Linked DNA regions of Mus musculus: regions 1 and 2 are each linked to region 3. A link is a contact called in public HiChIP or PLAC-seq and Micro-C data. All regions are on one chromosome and are shown on one strand. Each heading gives the region's core, a stretch centred on a gene start, on an enhancer-like site or on the middle of the called end of the contact. The rest is flanking DNA. Distances are from core to core; before and after follow the strand shown.

Region 1 (2,748 bases), core at 134-2,633, 490 kb after region 3:
AGCCCCTTTGCAACTAACCTTGACACTGCCAGCTTGTAAGATTAATAGATCCATGTGAAAGTCACAAAAATAAAATCCCCTCCCTCCCTAGAGGGATCCTCGAACATGGAATTTTTGTTTTTTTGTTAAGAAGGCGATTGTTCTTAGCTTATCCAAGGGGTACTTTGCAAAGACCTGATGTCTGTCTAGAAGGAGCCTTTTATTTGTGGGGGAGAGAAGAGGACAAGCACAGGCACACATATGAAAGGAGGGTGACTGAAAGGCTGGCAGGAATGATTACAGCCACTTTCTCCTCTTTTCTTAAAGATAGTGAATCTGGGTGTCTCTTTTCACTGTTTTATGAAACCCCAAATTGAGCAATAATTAAAGTGAACATTTTATGTTTTATAGAAATGGACACTATTCAAAAGGTACCGTCTGAAAAGGCTTTTCTGCTTACATTAGCTAGTGGACTGGGGCATTTCTGCTTGCAGAAGTGATGCAGTCTTCAGCAGGCAAAAACTGTGATTTGCTCATGGTGTTGAAGCAACCACCGCAGCCTGCAAAGTCCTGAACAACTGGGCCCAGCAGGCTGCTGCCTCTTATGATGCAATTCATAGCTCCTTGTGGGTCCTCTGGTAAACACATGGGGAAGAAGTCACAGGGACCAGAGAAGGGGACTACAGCTTTCTGCCTCCAGAGAGGAGCCCCTTCCAAAGAGCAGCTTTGTATTCCTGAGTGCTTGCCTTCTTCATGCACAGTGAAAATGCACACACACACACACACACACACACACACACACACACACACACACACCTGTGTATGTGCTCACTGAACTCACCCATCATTACCTGGCTTGCATCTACTAGATGTTTCTCGGAAACCTGGCTTGCTTGCAATTAATAAACTTTGGGAGAAAAAGCCCAAATGAACACTATTCATACTATCTAAACCCGCTATTGGCTTGGTTTGAGCCACTCTCCAGCTGTCTGTCCATTCTTCGAGTTGGTTCAGCACACACACGCATCACCACAAACACATCACAAGCAACCGACTTACCTTGAGAAGAAAGCCCTTGTTGTACATATAACACGGAAAAGAACATAAATCCAACAGACGCCAAAAAGATCCCCATCATGCCAAGGGAGTGGGGCACATCCGTGTAGCCCAGAGCCCCAAAACCTAAAAAGACAGATAGGCAAGCGTGTCCGCAGGCTGCTCTCAGAGCCTGGGGCGCGATACTGCACGCATGCTGCCGCTCATAGCAAAGAGTAGCTTGGACACAGGGGATTGCGACTAGTGAGGGATGGACCGAGCTGGCTGCGATCCGGAGGCTTCAAGGCACAGACCCGGGTTGCCACGCCGTGAAGTGTCTCCGCCGCCGGCTGGCTGCTTCCGCTACCTGGCAGTTCGTCCCACGTCAGTCGCTCGGCTTGCGTGCTCGCCGCCCTCCCCACGCCCAGCGAGCCCGCGGCGAGTGGAGCGGGCGCAGGGCGGCGCGGACTGGGCTCGCGCGGCGCCCAACTTTGCCTCTAATGGCTGCAATGATGCCTTTAACTCTCTGAGCGCCGGGACTGCGCACCTGCCGGCCGGGGGTGGGGATGCGGGGCCCTGGCAGATCTCTGCTCTCCAGTCCGCCTTTACTCCCATCAGTCAGCTCGGGTTTAGCTGGATCAGATGGCGTTTTGCAAAGAGAGAAGGACAGGTTTAGGGTCTTGGCGTTTGCTCTGGGGTAGGGGTTAGGGATTTCAGGAGGAAGTTGAGGCATTGTTAAAGACGGAGGAGGAGTGGGGTGGGTTGGGAGTGACTGCTTTGGGGAGATGAAAACAGCCCACGGAGGAAAAAGGCGCTTAACCAGTTATTAACTGCTCCAGCTAAAATGATCTTATGCTATTATTATTTCACCAGAATGTATTGTAAGCAGTTTACAGCCCAGGAGAGGCCATTCATGCAGGCACCAGATCACTCCAGCTGGCGAATGGAAGGCACAAAAAGTACAAAAGTCATGTATTAGAGAATGCTCCAGAAGGAAAAGTCCATAACGCTATGCGTATCATCTTTTTCATGCTTATACCCATTGCCTGCGTTGCCTCCCTCCCACAGTATTCTGGGTGGAGGAGGGGTTTTGCAAATCATTAAGGTCCTCTTTACAAGATTTATTTTTGTTTTGTTCAGTTCCTTTTGCATAACATTAATTACATAATAGTCTTTAGGATTATGTGAATAGACAATATTTTAGCAGGCTCTCTCTCTCTCTCTCTCTCTCTCTCACACACACACACACACACACACAGACACACACACACACACACACACACACACACACACACACACACACACACACACAACCCTCCAGTAAGTTTCAGGACTTGGAATAAGCCTAGTCATTTGCTTTGGAAAAGCTTGAGTTGTATACTGTATTCTTAAAATTAAGAATCTTAAAACAACAAATACACTCAGAAACTCCTATCAGTTCTTGCCCAACTCAACCCTGGGTCAATGAACTTGCATTTTAAATTTTATTTTTATCCAAAATCACCGAATAATTTAAATTATTTTCATTATAGTTTCCTATGTAGATAGACATATAGTCTTCCTTAGTAATTGGAAATATGCATTAATCTTAATAATGCTACCAGAAACCAGTGAAGTTTATATATTTCCATTTTATAAGTTTTGAGTTTGTGCTTGGCTGATGGCTTTCCTGTCACACAAAAACTTAACCCTACCATGGCCATAGTATTTTAAAGCACTTGTCTGCTACAGTTG
Region 2 (2,700 bases), core at 32-2,531, 510 kb before region 3:
CTCTTAAAGCTATACTCCATTAGTAGAATGCTCAAAGTACTAGTTCATAATATTAGTTATTATTTAAGAAAGTGGAAATAACAAAGAGGTAATCCACTGTAGACTATTCAGAGCCATACATGAAGAGTCAAATGCTTGCAAACAAGTGCTACTGTTTACCCATAGAACTTTTCAAAGTTAAAAACAAGAGAAAACTGCATCCCTATAGGTACCGGAAAGCATCCACAACATCTCTGATTTGGGAATTTCACTTCTATTACTAGAAAACAACAAAAACTGTTCACACTGTCATCTTATCTTGTAACAAAACAATTCAGTCTATCAATTCCACCATCCAGAAGTAGTTTTCTAAAGTTCAATAAGGATAGCTGTCATTTATAAATAAAAACTAACGTTGATACTTAGTTCTGTCTACTCTTAGTCCAAACAGGTTAATAATTACACCACAGACATCTCACCAGGGCAAATACACCTTTTCCAAGCCAAAACTAAATTGTAGTCAACACATTTTAAGTCATTAACGCTATCTTCCAACAGAAATTTGAGCCACGATGAAATTTTCCCAGATGACACTGAAAAATTCCTCTTAATACAATCCGCTACAGCAGAAAGCTGCCGGCCCGGCCCGGTTTCCCACGCCTTTAATCCTAACACCTAAGAGAGGGAGGCTGATCTCGGAGTTCGAGGCCAGCCTGTTCTACAGATCGAGTTCCAGGACAGCCAGGGCTATACTGAGAAACTGTGTCTCGGAAAAGAAAAAGTAAAATTAAGGAAACCCTTGTTTCAAAAGGGCTAACACTGCCACCGCAAGCATTCCGACCTTGGGCGGAACAGGAAGGGCTGCACGCAAAGTTACTTTTTCCACCTTCCATTTTGTCTCCGTTTAGATTTGGAATCAGCTAGAAGCTGATGGCGTTGGGTGTTTTACTTGTCGCTTTTCAACCTCTGAAAGGCAACGTTAACAGTGGCAGCGAAATGAAGACGGTATTGACAGAGAAACTAAAGGCCAAAGCAAAGCCCGAGAGCCGCCACTGCAGGGACTACGCTAGAAGCGAGCAGTCCCGCTCGGCTCCTCCCAGTCGGCCACAGGACGGACGTGATCCCGGGGTGCGGGAAAAGAGACTGTGACGGGAGCACGACAAGCACCCGAACGCGGTTCTGCACAATACCTCAATACCGTGGACGCCTGTCTCCGGGAAATAGGTCGCACGATGATGACGCCATGACACGGCTTCTGCCTGCCGCCCGTGCGTCTCTCCCGGTCGTGCGCGTGCGCACTTCAGTCCCGAGGCTTGCCCCGCCTCTGTCCATCCAGGAGCTAAGTGCAGTGGTCTGTCTGTCTGTCTGTCTGTCTTTCTTTCTTTCTTCTGTCTGTCTGTCTGTCTTTCTTTCTTTCCTTCTTTCCTTCCTTCCTTCCTTCCTCCCTCCCTCCCTCCCCCCTCTCTCTCTTTCTCTTTTTGACACATTTTTTAATTAACTATTTATTTACATTCCAGGCGTTACCCCCCTCCCGGTCCCCCACCCAGTTCCTCACACCATTCTGCTCCCCATCATCTATCTCCCCATCCCCCATTATTGGGGCCTCAAGACCCTTGGGAATTGGACCCATCTTCTCCAACTGAAGCCAGACTAAGCAGACCTCTGCTACATAGGTCCCAGGAGGCTGGGGAATGGGTGGCACTTGGCTCAGCCCATGTATGCTGCCTGGTTGTTGGCTCAGCCTCTGGGAGCCCCCCGGGGTCCGGGTTGGTTGAGACTGCTGATCTTCCTATGGGGTCACCCTCCCCTTCAGCTCCTTCAACCCTTCCTCTAATCCAACCGTAGGGGTCTCTAACCTCAGTCCGACAATGGTTGGGTGTAAGTATCTGCCTCTTTCTCAATCAGCTGTTGGTAGAGCCTCTCAGAGTGGACAGCCATGCTAGGCAAAGAACTTAAAGGTCTCCCGCCAAGGTGGCAAGATTGGAGTCGAAGGCCCTGGCATTTTGTCTAGATTAGGCTTCTTCAAACTGAATGTTCCTTACACCTTTGTCCATTTCTTTGCTTTGATGGAAGTTGGGTCCCTCCGGACCAAACTGTGCACCTCAGATTAATCTTTGGAGGGGCTTCCCTAATATAGTGCCCGATACCTGGTTAGGTGATAGTTATGAAAAATAGTTTCAAAAATTAAATGAGGGTGTGAAGATATGAAAAGTACAAGTTCATATTTTGTGTTGTTTTTGTTTTTGAATGGGTCTCACTGTGTGATATAGCTGACCTTGAATTCAGGATTATCAGTACTAGGGTTACAGGCCGTGCCATCATTCCTAACTGTGTTCGATAGTTTTATGTCAACTTGGCACAGGTCTCCTGAGTGGAAGGAATCTCAATTAAGAAAATGCCCCATAAGGTCAGGTTGTAGGCAGTCCTGCAAGGCATATCATTAGTGATTGACAGGGGAGGGCCCAGCCAATTATGCATGGTGCCATCCTGGACTGGTGGTCCTAGGCTGTCATAAGAAAGTAGGTTGGGCAAGCCATGAGCTCCTGCCTCCAGGTTCCTGTCCTGTTTGAGTCCCTGCCTTTACTTCCTTAGGCAAGAGCGGTAATATGGAAGAGTAAGCCCTAACCCCTTCCTTCCCCAACTTGCTTTTTGGTTATGGTGTTTCCCTGCCACAATAGAAGCCCTAAAACACTAACAAGGTTTTTTTTTTTTTAATATGTA
Region 3 (2,726 bases), core at 201-2,700:
GGGGTGTGGAAGGAAAGAAAAGAAAAAGAAACCCAAGAGGGAACGTCTCAGCTAACAAGTAAGAAAGTTTGCTACCGGCCTCATTTTGAAACACCAAGGGTGCACTACACCCAAGGGCCCAGCTGTCACAAGGAGGTCAGCCATCCATTGCAAAGGCAAGTGATGCTGCAGCAGCCCAAGCTTCTGGGAAAGGGCAAATTCAGGGATCCCAGGGGAAGTAGCCACCCCGCAACGCTAGCTCCAATCTGGCATGGAGCCTTGGTCCCCAACCAGTGCACCTAGCCTGGCAAGTCTCTGGCATGCTCTATGCCTAAGAGGCGGAATCGACCCACCCCACCCGCCACCCCCACGCCCTCCTTTTTTTTTTCCTAGTGAAGAAGCAAATGACCACTAACACCATCTCTTCCCAGAAGTCCTAGGTGGTTAGTGACAGAGAGATCTCCACACTTCCAGGTCATTGCTGCAACTACACACCCGCGAAAGGGCAAGCCAGAAATCTGCAAGCTACATTGGGACTCAGGCTACCAGGTCCTGAGAGTACCCTGCTGGAGAAGAGAGGAGTTGAGGGAAACCGCGCTCAGGAAACCGCGCGTCTCAGAGGTTCCGACCTTGACCAGGGGCGCGTTGGTTCGCACTCCAGTCCCTCAACTCTCACACTGAGCGGGTGGGACACACCCGACCCGCTTGAGGATCCGGGGTCCCTCCGCTCTCCCTGACAGTACTGGGCGCACGTGCGCCAATGCCCGGCGTCCCGCGCTGTCCCGCACCACGTTTCTGCTCCGAACGCCTACTGAGCGCAGGAAAGTGAGGCAACTAAGTTGGCAGCAGTCAAGAGCCCCGGAGCGCACAGCCGCGGCTCCCACGCTGCCCTGGCAGCCCCTCTGCTCCTAGCCCAGTCTCCCTTCCTTCGGCGGCCCCAGTCTCGCCCATTCCAGACTCCGTCCAGTTCCTCCTATGGTCCCGGCCGCCTTTGGGAGCCAGAAGAGGAGGAGCGGGCGGCTGGGGACTTAGAGTCCCGAGCGGAGGTTGGGACTGGGCGAGCTAGCTCGCAGGGGGCGCGGGCCGGTGGGACACGCCCTTACCTTTCTTTTCCTCCAACGCCCCACCTGCGGCGCAGAGCGCGGTCAGCAACACCAGCAGTGTGGTTCTCGCGGTCCCTGAGGGTCGCATCTCTGACCGGGAGAGGTTGGCTCTGGCTCTCCGGGATTAATCCGAGACAGACGGAGTCCCACGGTTGTGCCCAGTGACTGCGCCGGCAACGACGAGACCCGGACACAGGCTCGCGTCCAGGTGACCTGTCGTCTGTCTGGGAGGCGGTAGCCTCCGGGACTCGATCCAGACGCCCTAGCCCAGGAGGAGCGCACAGTGCGGGAAGAAGAGGAGGGAGGCTGCTGCGCGTTGCGCTGGGGCTGCCCAGACGTCTAGTTAGCTCGGGTCGGGACTGGGGGAGGCTGGGCGGGAGGAGGAGGGACTAAAGAAGGAGGAGGGATCCAGAGGAGCGAAGAGGAGGAGAATGTCAGGAGAGAGGAAGCGCTCTCCGCGAGGATCGAAAGCAGGCAGTGACCGGAAGGTGGTGGTGGATGGCCTTGGCCACCACTAGACAAGGCTCTGGGGGCGAGTTCTGGCTGTGTGCAGCGGGTCAGTGGGTGGCCTTTGGAGTTAATTTCTGAGGGGACTCCGCTCCGCTGCATTTCAGGACCTAGGAAGTCCAGCCAATCTATGCCAGGGTCCCCTCCTTCCTTCCCTCTGTCTCCCACCTTCTTCCTTCCTTTCTTTCAATTAACCAAACAACTCTGGACCACCTCGGTTACAAACTGTCCAACCACAGAGCACAGGTTGGAGAATAACACAGGTGGGGACGCTGTTCACGTATTCTCCATAACTTCTCCAGGATCTCAGAAGGGTCAGGCTGACTTGGCAGCAGTTTCCAACAGCACAGGCAGAGGCGGGTGCCTCAAGTCTGAAGTGGCACTAAGAAGTCCAAGGGTCCTTCAGATCCCATCAAGAACCCTCCATGTCTTCTGAAAGAAGGGCAGCCAACTCCTGACACTTAGAAGGGCCTCAGTATATTTGCTGGATGAAAGCATGCATGTTGAAGAACATGGCATTTTCTACACCTGGAGCCAGTCTGGAGTGCTTGAAAAGCAAAGCAACGTACACATGAGGCAAATTCCTCCACAAAAGCAGAGACTTGACATAACAGCAGTGAACAAATCTTTAGAGCAGTTAGCATCCTCTAGTGACCTCAGCTAGCCCTGCCGCACATCAGGAGGCAAATTGCCAAGTAAGTTCACTTAGAATTTGACCAGTAGAAATGTGTCCCTGAACTTCAGGACCCACAACTAAATTCCTTCAGCAAAGACCAACCAATGTCCCTACTTCTTAGCTATCAGAGGAATGTCCCCTGCTTCCATTCAATCCAAAGTCTCTGAGTTTTTCACAAAATCACTTGGTCCCCTAATTTAGGCCCCTTTGCTGTGGGTGTCCTTGTTAGCAGAAGTCATGGCTAACCAGTGAGGCTCAGTCCAGCTTTTTCCATGCAGCCAGAAAGGAGGCATTCCGGACTTTTCGTCCGCACCCTGCAAAGTCAGGGCTGCTGCCCAAGTTTTGTAGGTGGCGTCTTGAATGGGAACACGTCACCCAGCCTGTGCAGGGACCCTCATCACAACCTGAGACCTTCACTGAGAAGTAGAGCGGGGTTTCTTAAACTTTTCCCACGGGCAACC

What was found. Hi-C and Micro-C count contacts between places; a contact is called where the count stands out from the background. HiChIP or PLAC-seq counts read pairs in DNA pulled down with a chosen protein or histone mark.
Region 1: a contact with region 3 is called in a Micro-C map of embryonic stem cells, with 2.4 times the contacts expected there. The contact joins the promoter of Vstm2a here to the promoter of Egfr in region 3. A contact is called at or near these places in 1 of 39 promoter capture datasets (embryonic stem cells), 1 of 484 Hi-C or Micro-C datasets (embryonic stem cells), 1 of 115 datasets of contacts at active chromatin or transcription factors (embryonic stem cells) and 1 of 9 other capture datasets (liver).
Region 2: an H3K4me3 HiChIP or PLAC-seq map of stem cell-derived neural progenitor cells shows a contact between it and region 3, with 4 times the contacts expected there. The contact joins the promoter of C1d here to the promoter of Egfr in region 3. A contact is called at or near these places in 2 of 39 promoter capture datasets (cranial neural crest and liver) and 1 of 115 datasets of contacts at active chromatin or transcription factors (stem cell-derived neural progenitor cells).

What each region holds. Positions count from the first base shown.
Region 1 is chr11:16,256,377-16,259,124 of GRCm38.p6, reverse strand. Vstm2a (V-set and transmembrane domain containing 2A) reads right to left here and starts at 1,383. Exons shown (of 5, transcript NM_001290539.2): 1 at 1,039-1,383. The coding sequence starts at 1,117.
Region 2 is chr11:17,256,128-17,258,827 of GRCm38.p6, reverse strand. It overlaps C1d (C1D nuclear receptor co-repressor), which reads right to left and starts at 1,281. Exons shown (of 5, transcript NM_020558.4): 1 at 1,170-1,281.
Region 3 is chr11:16,750,927-16,753,652 of GRCm38.p6, reverse strand. Egfr (epidermal growth factor receptor) reads right to left here and starts at 1,450. Exons shown (of 28, transcript NM_207655.2): 1 at 1,083-1,450. The coding sequence starts at 1,170.